Linked DNA regions of Triticum aestivum: region 2 is linked to region 1. A link is a contact called in public Hi-C data. All regions are on one chromosome and are shown on one strand. Each heading gives the region's core, a stretch centred on a gene start, on an enhancer-like site or on the middle of the called end of the contact. The rest is flanking DNA. Distances are from core to core; before and after follow the strand shown. Region 1 holds the start of LOC123052062 (CDPK-related kinase 5). Region 2 overlaps LOC123052063 (zinc finger CCCH domain-containing protein 62).

The links. A called contact is a pair of places that touch in the nucleus more often than the background predicts.
Region 2: a Hi-C map of leaf shows a contact between it and region 1, with 6 times the contacts expected there. The contact joins the enhancer-like site here to the promoter of LOC123052062 in region 1. A contact is called at or near these places in 2 of 5 Hi-C or Micro-C datasets (both in leaf).

The regions. Positions count from the first base shown.
Region 1 is chr2D:119,254,627-119,259,099 of IWGSC CS RefSeq v2.1, forward strand. It overlaps LOC123052062 (CDPK-related kinase 5), which reads left to right and starts at 2,440. Exons shown (of 11, transcript XM_044475114.1): 1 at 2,440-3,280; 2 at 4,104-4,234. The coding sequence starts at 2,711.
Region 2 is chr2D:119,462,754-119,467,226 of IWGSC CS RefSeq v2.1, forward strand. LOC123052063 (zinc finger CCCH domain-containing protein 62) reads left to right here. Exons shown (of 14, transcript XM_044475128.1): 7 at 6-114; 8 at 790-2,441; 9 at 2,521-2,636; 10 at 2,742-2,818; 11 at 3,443-3,571; 12 at 3,650-3,851; 13 at 3,994-4,054. The coding sequence ends at 1,568. Among protein-coding and RNA genes, the nearest start is that of LOC123052063, 5.1 kb to the left of the region's middle. Within about 2 kb of position 2,083, at least 8 of the 8 cell types and tissues checked have an H3K27ac peak or open chromatin away from gene starts, as enhancers often do. A contact at or near this core is called in leaf, where this site is marked.

The DNA of each region.
Region 1 (4,473 bases), core at 1,190-3,689:
GAGGGCTCGCCTCGGGAGGAAGGTGCGACCAGGACGTCGGGACTCGCTCAAGACCTACGAAACCCAGATAAGTTGCAGCAACTACCCTGCTCGGGAGCCCACGGCCCCGCGACGACACATCCCAAACCCTGTCTTTAAAAAGCATGGCACAATTCCATACACTCCACTTTATACATTATAAGGCCCCCTCCCCCCCTTCAGAAATGCTTTCACGCCCCGCAGGGCTGCGCCCGAAAGTTTTTGCATACAGGTTAAGGCAAAAGGAAATGCAGGTCTAGCCGGAGGCGCTGCCTTCAGTGCCGTCCTCGCCGTCTTCGTCCACGCCACTTGGAGTTTGTCTACGCGGCGGTTACAACACCTTGGTCTGGAGCAGACGACCGGGATTGCCGGTTCGGTAGGGCAGAAAATTGCATGGACTATCGGCTGGTGTTCTTTTGGATTCAGGCATGTAAAAACTAAGCATACTTGCTTTTTTATTATTATGATCGGGCATGCGATCCGACGCTGATGTGATCGGACTTAATTTGAATTTCAAATTCCCTTTACTAGTGGACATATACATGATAGTTATGAATGTCGATTTTCTACATCCGTGTCCGTAGTCTGATCCTCTGTTCACGAACGAATACGGGAGAAAATTTGCGGGTCGCGGTTGGAATGCTTTAACCAAGCTACGGAGAAGGCCCAATGCAAGGTGATCTTCACATGTTTGCTTGCTAGTGGAGTATAAAATTTGCGGAGGTATATATAAGACGAGAGAGCGAGAGGGGACAGAAGGCTGTAGTACTTTGCTGTGCTCATCCCTCCCAAAACAGAAGCACGCAACAACAGGTAACTCTCACGTAAAGCCAGGAACAAGTACCACTACCACTACCACATACAGCAGAAGCCATGACCATACACTACACGTCCTCTTTGCATTTATAGGAAGATTTGCATCCGAAGAAATTGTCCGTGTACCGCGTACGGTGTACCCTCAGCTTTCAATAACGCCTGTTTTGCACCAAACCAACGGCGTCCTTTCTTTGCCATAGATCGTACGCGCATACCACATTCGTACTGCCAGTACCATACCGTCCTTGCCCCGAGAACAATTACGTGCTCACCCACACACCATTACCACTACACTAAGCACAAGACATGCGGTGAAAAGGAAGATAAGATCCGTTTACCAGACAAGTAAACCAAACCTAACCATCTCCTGACAGCTCTCTGCCGCTGTCTACCAACGAGCCAGAAGCTCGAGAAGCGCAGTGTCTGCATCTGCATGGTACTGTGCCGCGCAACCGTATTTCTTCTTCGTCGTCGTCGTCGTCATGATGCATGAGGCAGGGCGCGCGGCCATGGCAGGACACGTGAGCTTAACTAATGGCCGCCGGCCCGCCCGCGCGCTCCCTTTATCTTTACTCCTCTCGTCTCCTTTGCCTGCTTCTACGCCTCCGCTTTTCGGCCCTCTCCCTTTATTTTTTTGTTTTTGCTGCCCCGTAATCTATGTTGCGCGTGGACCCCATATCGGTAGTACGGGCGGAGGGAGGGTTAAAGCCGTTGCGTTGCGTTGCGTTGCTTTGGAGGATGGATGATGAGGTTGACGTCGTGCTGGGTCGCGCCTCGGGCCGCGTGTCACGCACACTGACGCAACGGAGTATTCTTCTGTTGCTCCTTTAATGACCGGGATTATTAAGATACTCCTACCACTGCTGCACACAATTCTCTACTGTGGTTACAGTAGAGTAGCTTCTTCATGCAGGCAGGGGCAGCCACGCAGTGGGATGATGCAGCAGAAGAAGCGCAGGCCTCTCATCTTGACCTTGACCGCATAGTTTCGCATGGTTTTGTGAGGCTTACCTTTTTAGGTGTCTTTGCCTTCCTGATGAAAGCCAATAATGCTCTTCTTATAGATTGGGAGGGAGGAATAAACATGATGTCAAAATCCAACGAGAAACGGGGCGAGATTTGGGACCCCATCCCATTCAATTCAATTCAATTTAAAGTGGACACAAAGCTAATCTCCGGGCACCACAGTACGTACCGCCCAAAATAAATAGGGCAGGGCAAACGAGCTCAACTAAACAAGGTGCCCAGCAACTGGCATAAGTGCAGTACAAGCTAACAACCGATGAAAAAAAAGAGCTAACAACCGATGAATCCATCCACGTCGCTGCGGCAAGGACGGGGGTTGCTTTCGGCCGCGGCGATTTACAGACAACAACAACGTCTACGAACCTCATTCAGTTGTTTCCAACCCCAATCTCTTGACTGTGCGCACCTGTTTTCGAAAACAAGTCGGGAAGTCTCGTGCTCCACCCGAAAAGCACAAGCGAACAAGGGCGACAGCGACTAATCCGGCCAGTCTCACATCGGCTGGAAAGCAACCCCCTCCAGCTCCAGTCCCGGCCAGCCAAAACAAAAAGAAAAAACACCACAGCCAGGAAGCCTTCACTCACTGGGCTAGCCACTCACTCTCACTGCAACTAACATCGAGCTCGCCTCGCCTCGCCACCCTCGGGCCGGGCCACCATTACTCCCACTCCACCTTCCCCGTTTCAATTCACTCCAGTCCAGTCCCCACGCTCCCCCCAACTAAAAGCTCTCTCTTTCCCTCTCTCTCTCTCCTCTCCGCCATGGCCGCCTACTCTTCCTCCTCCTAGCGCGCGCCCCACCGCCACCCCCACCACCGCGATCCAGATCCCACCCGCCGCCCGCCCCCGCCATGGGGGGCTGCCACGCCAAGCCGCGCACCCGCGACGCCGACGGCGCCTCCCCGCCGCCGCCCGCGCCGGCCACGCCGCCACCGGCCTCCTCCACGGCGCCCGCCACGCCGGCCTCCAAGAAGCACTGGACGTCCTCCCCCTTCTTCCCCTTCTCCACGCCGAGCCCCAGCCCGGCGCACCACCTCTTCTCCTCCTCCTCCGCGGCCTCCCCGCGGGCCTCCTCCAAGTCCCCCGCCCCGGCGGGCGCCAAGTCCCCGGCGCCCGCCACCCCGGCCAGGCGCCTCCTGCGCCTGCCCTTCCCGCCGCCCTCGCCCGCCAAGCACATCCGCCAGGCGCTCGCGCGGCGGCACGGCCCGCCGCGCCCGGCGATCCCCGAGGAGGACGGCGGCGACGGCGACGGCGGGAGGGGCCTCGACAAGGGCTTCGGCTTCAACAAGGGCTTCGCCGCCAAGTACGACCTCGGGGACGAGGTCGGGCGGGGCCACTTCGGATACACCTGCGCCGCCAGGATCAGGAAGGGGGCGCGCAAGGGGGACGCCGTCGCCGTCAAGGTCATTCCCAAGGCCAAGGTGATGACCTACCTGCTGCAACTTCTGCAAACGCTTCAAAAAATAAATCGGATCCCTTCGCTAGTTTTTTCTGAAAGTTGATGCCGCGCTAGTTTAGATTTGTGAATTTCTGTTGGCTAATGCGGCACTCTCATGACTTTTGTGCTTTTGAATGATGCTGTATAAATGTCCTTCATATTTTGTTGAACAGAGAAAGGTAAAGCATGTGTTCCTGAAAGCGACTACTCCTCACTAATCTAATCAAAGTTTTTGAGAACTGGATGCATGCCTGTTCATTTATTAACAAACGTGGCCCCTTCTTGTCTACATGAGTAGTCAAGTAGATGTGCCTTGTTACAGATGTTCCCTGACATCATGGCTTCATGTACTAACATGCTATTGATCCGCATCGTGCATTGTAAAAAGAATATATAATTTTATCACATGCAGCATACCTGTATATAAGAATAATATGGATTACGAGATCTTCTACGTTCAGCATTGCTGCATGGTACGTACTAGGTAACATATTAAATTATGTGCTGTAAAATATTAAATACACCCACTTGAATGATGAGATCTGAGCAAGTCCTGTCATTTTTTGTTATGGAGTTTACACTTGATATTCCGTACTAACTACTTTGCCTATTGCTCTTTTATCACTGTGCGATCTGGTTTAAGCTCTCCATAGTTGCAATCTCCCTTATTTGGGTCACCACATTTCAGTGCCTTACTTGAGGATTAATACCATCATTTTGTCGTAGCTAGGCATGAACTTAGTTCCTCAGTCCTCGTATGTACATTTTTTTTAGTATCATCTGAAGTTGCTCTAATCTCTTGTCAGATGACAACATCCATTGCTATAGAGGATGTCCGGAGGGAGGTGAAAATTTTGAAGGCTTTAGCGGGGCACAAGAACCTGGTTCAGTTTTATGATGCATATGAGGACAACGAAAATGTCTACATAGTCATGGAGTAAGTTCCAGTACCTTGATAGTCACAATGTGTTTTGACTTCAATTTTAAGTGCTATGAGGATGCTCTCCTTAAGATGCCAAGTAGAGTAGAGTAGCTTTTTGCCCTCGTTATCAATACTCTCAACTACAAGCATAGAAAACAAACTCACTGAATAACCAGTTCCATTTTATTAACCCAACTTCAATAGTTTTCCAGAGTCCTTTTTTATTAAGATTCTTTGATCTACTTATTGTTGGT
Region 2 (4,473 bases), core at 833-3,332, 210 kb after region 1:
TCTAGGCTTGGGCGAATGAAGCGAATAGGTTGAAGGCTCTAGAAGAAAAGCACAATAGAGGAGATGCTGCAAGGCGTGTCCGTGCTTCAAATAGACGTAATTCTGGAGGACACGGTAAATTCTATTGGCAACATAACCGTGGTTGTTCCTGAGACAGATTATATTTAGCCGTTAGTACTATCCCAGTTCTGAACTCACTGATGTTATTGCATATGTGGGTTAGTATTCAATCCAGGAGATATCGTGTTAAAAGCTGTTGTATTTGTTTAATATATCCACTTTTCTGCCCTAAAAACATATTTTCTAGAACGTAATACACTTTCCTTATTCAATGTTGAAGTTTGAACCTTACTGTATGCTAACAACTTCTATGATGATGGTTAGACAGTACAAATACCAGAAGTTTGTGGCCATTTCTTATTAGGATTTTCATTTGGTTTCTGTAAACTCTAAAGTTTGGTTTGGTCTAATCGACTGGCATTGGGATCCTTAAAACTCTACTGTAGAAGCAGCTGTTCCTCAGAAGGAATCAATTAAAAATCTGTCTACATAGAACAGCATAACACGTACATAAGCTTTTGCACCATGAGCTGTCTGTTGTTGCTCATTAAAGATGTATGCATACACTTGTTTAGATTCGTTTCACTAAAGCTACTGTGTGATTCAATCTGTGTCTCTTCAGTTTTCTTTTGAGTTTTGAAGTTCACTATTTTGAAGTTCTATGTTTGCTGTGCCAGGTGCCAGACTAATTTTGTCCCTCTTCCTTTTGTATCTATATCCTTCTTTCAGCTCTTAAGGGCAAGAAATCAAAGGAAAAAGGAAAGCATCAGTCTCAACCTGGACGGCCTGATGGTGGATCCAATAGCACTAAAGGCGGAAAACGTGCTATGCAATCCTCCAATTCTGATCATCCTGCCAAAAAAATTCGAAAAGAAGAGCACTGGGTGTCTTCTAGAAAAAACTTCACTGATGGTCGTCGGAAGGCAAGGACAAATTCTGCCCCCCTGGATAAGAACATTGGCATCGGCACCAGCAGTTCTCAGCAAAATGCCAACACGGAGACAAATCATGCCATCTCGCAGAAAAACTTGCGAACAACACCAGTTAACTATGGTCTGCGTAACACGGAGGCTAGGGTGAGTAAAGGAAAAGCCGGTTCGAAGCAAAAAAACACTGTTGGTGGCAACCATGATCATTTTGAAGGAAGGCGCGTAAGTTCAGCTTCTCACCCGCAGGCTTACCCAGGAAATTCAGTTGGGATGCATCATCCTTTATCTGAGAGGCCCCAGCGGCCACCTCCATTGCGCGAAGTTGGCAATGCCTGGCAACATCATATGGACGGCAGATCAATTTCATGTCCAAACCCTACAATGGTTTTCGGACAACCAAATGCAGCACCGGCTGGCTGGCGTGCGCCTGGTTATTTCAGGGGACCTCCACCTGATCAACGCGCGGTGGTATTTCCACCATTCAACACGTCGCAAACTATATACCGCCGTCATCCAGATGGGGCAAATGTGATGCCGCAGTACAGATATTCTGGTGGTAGTAATGGTTTTCCACGATAGGGTAGTTTATCTGATGACAGTTGCATTGTGGAACACTTGATTAGTGGTCACTGGTGAGAAATGTGTAAATGCAGACGCAACTCTGTAGTTGAGAGTAAACAAGAAAGCTTCAGAAACACCTCCATTTATTTGCTGAATGGGTTCATAAATGGACTTATCTGCTACAAGTAGAAATTTTCTGAAACATCACATGACGATTCTGAGAAAAATTTAAATGGTAGTACTACCAAATAGCTTGGCTCCAGTCTTGTGGCGGATATGGCCCTCAGCCTACACCAAACATTTCAGTTGAGCACAGTTCATTATTGTATCAGGAAATATGTTAGTTGGGAGAACATGGACGTTCTCAGAGATCAGGCGAATCTGGCCGTTCATCTCGATTCCTGATGCGATTTGGGCCGTCCGATCTCTCCCTCGGTTGACCTCATCCGTTGGATCGAAGCCGGACACTGCTACAATGAATAGTACGTCATCTGGTGTGCCACCGCCTGTTATTTCGGTGCCCCCTCAAGGGCATTTTAGTCATTTCACACATAGGCGTATAAAAGAGGGGCGCACCCGTGGAGACCCAGCCGCTACCTCCGCCCGCACTCGCGCCGCTCCCTATCCTCTTCCTCTCGCCTCACCTCTCTCTGTCTCTCTCTCTCCCTCCAAACCCTAACCCGCACCCGCCTCCCTGCCCTGCTGCCGGCCGCCGCCGCTCGCCCGGGCACCCATCCACGACCTCACGCTGCCCACGGGACGAGTGGTGGCCGCGGTGACGAACGCTGCTGCTCCTCCGCTTCCTCGAACTCCAAGATGCGGGCCACGGATCCGTGGTCGCCTTCTTCCGCGAACAGCGGCGGTGCCCGCTGTCGGCGTCAGACTCCCAAGGTTTGATCCGCCGCTCATCCTTCCAATCTCCCTGTCGATCTGTGTGTGATCGATTTTCTATCTGTTTGATTCCAAACAGCAAGCGAGGATGAGCACGACGCGTAGGAGGACGACGACCCGAGCTTGAGCCCGACCATGACGCACCGCACAAGGTCCTTGCTTCCTTCCTGACGGCAATGGATCCCTTCCTTGCAGGTAGCACTTCCCCTCTCCCTCCCACTGATTTGCTAATCTAATTTAGCCACAAGCTGCTACAAATCACACTGCTTGTTGCATCTGACTTTGCTGCCTCGGATTTAGTTGCCTGGGTTGCTGACGAGATCCATCTGCCCGGCTGGAGCCTGTTATTCGCTTGATGAAAGTCAGACCAATTGTAGGTACGGACTACAAAATAGACAGCCCCATGGCTATGTATATGTTACACATCCCATTACTGCCAGTGTTGTTCAAATTTTAAACTGTTGTCATAAACACATTTCCTCTCAGTACTAATTAGCCGCTGCTTTGAGTTGCTTTCATTGCTCTGATTTGTGTGATGAAACTGATTTGTGTGATGCTACTTGGATGAAGAAGGGACAGTGCTGCTGCAAAGAAATTTTTGTTGCCTATATATTTAGAACAAAGAAATAGAGATAAAGTTGCTGCGACTTATAGATTGTTGTTGTTATTATTTTTGTACTTTTTGCAATTACTTGGATCACTCTCTCAGAAATTATGCATACTCTAGAAAAATTCCTTATGACAAGATCTTTTGGGTGTCCTGTTACGGAACCAAATAACAACTTTTTTTCATTGGGTATATCCCATCTCTACTTCGCCTTTTTATTCTTGGTACGGTTTGTATTTAATTTTCTGTACCTCACAACTGGCTCAGTTTTAGTATCAAGAATCAAATGGTGTGTTGGAATTTGTACCCCATCTGTGTGGCTTGTGCCTTGTAGGCTGCAAACACTCGTGTACTTGTAATGCTGCTGATTTTCTGTGCTTTTTTTAATTTGCAGGACTGACCTTTCTCTCAAATTTCACCTGAAACACCAAGCTTTACATCTGAAGCTCAGCAGTATAATTTTCCAGAGTTTGGCTTGAGGCATCATTTTGCAGCTGAAAGGAAATGGGCTCTTTGTCTTCAGGTAATTTTGGTTTGAAATTCATCTTGCTATAATTGCATTCGAAATGCTTAGATTCTCCTCATTCATGATATTTGATAGTCTCGAGCTCATCCACGAGAAATCATAACAACTGAAGTGCTTAAAGCTTTGCAAGAGCTGAATGTTTGCTGGAAGAAGATTGAGCACTATAACATGAAGTGCAGGTGGAGTCAGACTTTGTTGAGAACATGATGCATAACCAAAGCATCGGCAGCACCTGCGAGAGGAGGCTACCACTGCTTCCACTGTATGGAACCAATGTGTATGTTGCCTCCTCTTTCTCCTTTCATTACTACATGCGATTTTTATTAGCTGATTCGTGGCTTGATTTTCATTTGTAGATTCAAACTACTCTCCTGTGAGGATTTGTTCTGCTATACAATTTTCTTTCATTTCCCATCCAGGTTGTGTTCAAATGATAGGTGGCATTGCAAATTATGACCAGTTTAAATGTTGTTTAGTGAGGTATGGTTTGCTCATTAGCTTTTATTGCTCATTTCATTTACCCGTTCATTCCTGGCGGTTACCATCTTATACCCAATATAGATTTGTAACAGATTAGGTTTTGTTTGAACATGATTTTATTTTTACAGTGGTACATTATATGCAACATTTGGGTTAAGCTTCTCAAATGGCTAGCATCAATTAGGCTTGACCACCAAACTGAAACCAAAGAATATAAAAAGTTCAGTTAAGCATCCAAAGCTTGCAGAGGGATTTTTTTTAAGCAGTACACTATATAGTTAGCCAAGGGAAACTTCTATTTTTGCTGCTTCCTGTTCCTGAATTTTATGTATGAAATCACTTGAGTGTGTTGTTTGCCCATCGCTGAACCAACAGGAGCCTGTTGCCATGTGTTTTTTAACTAATCAGACTACTTGGAG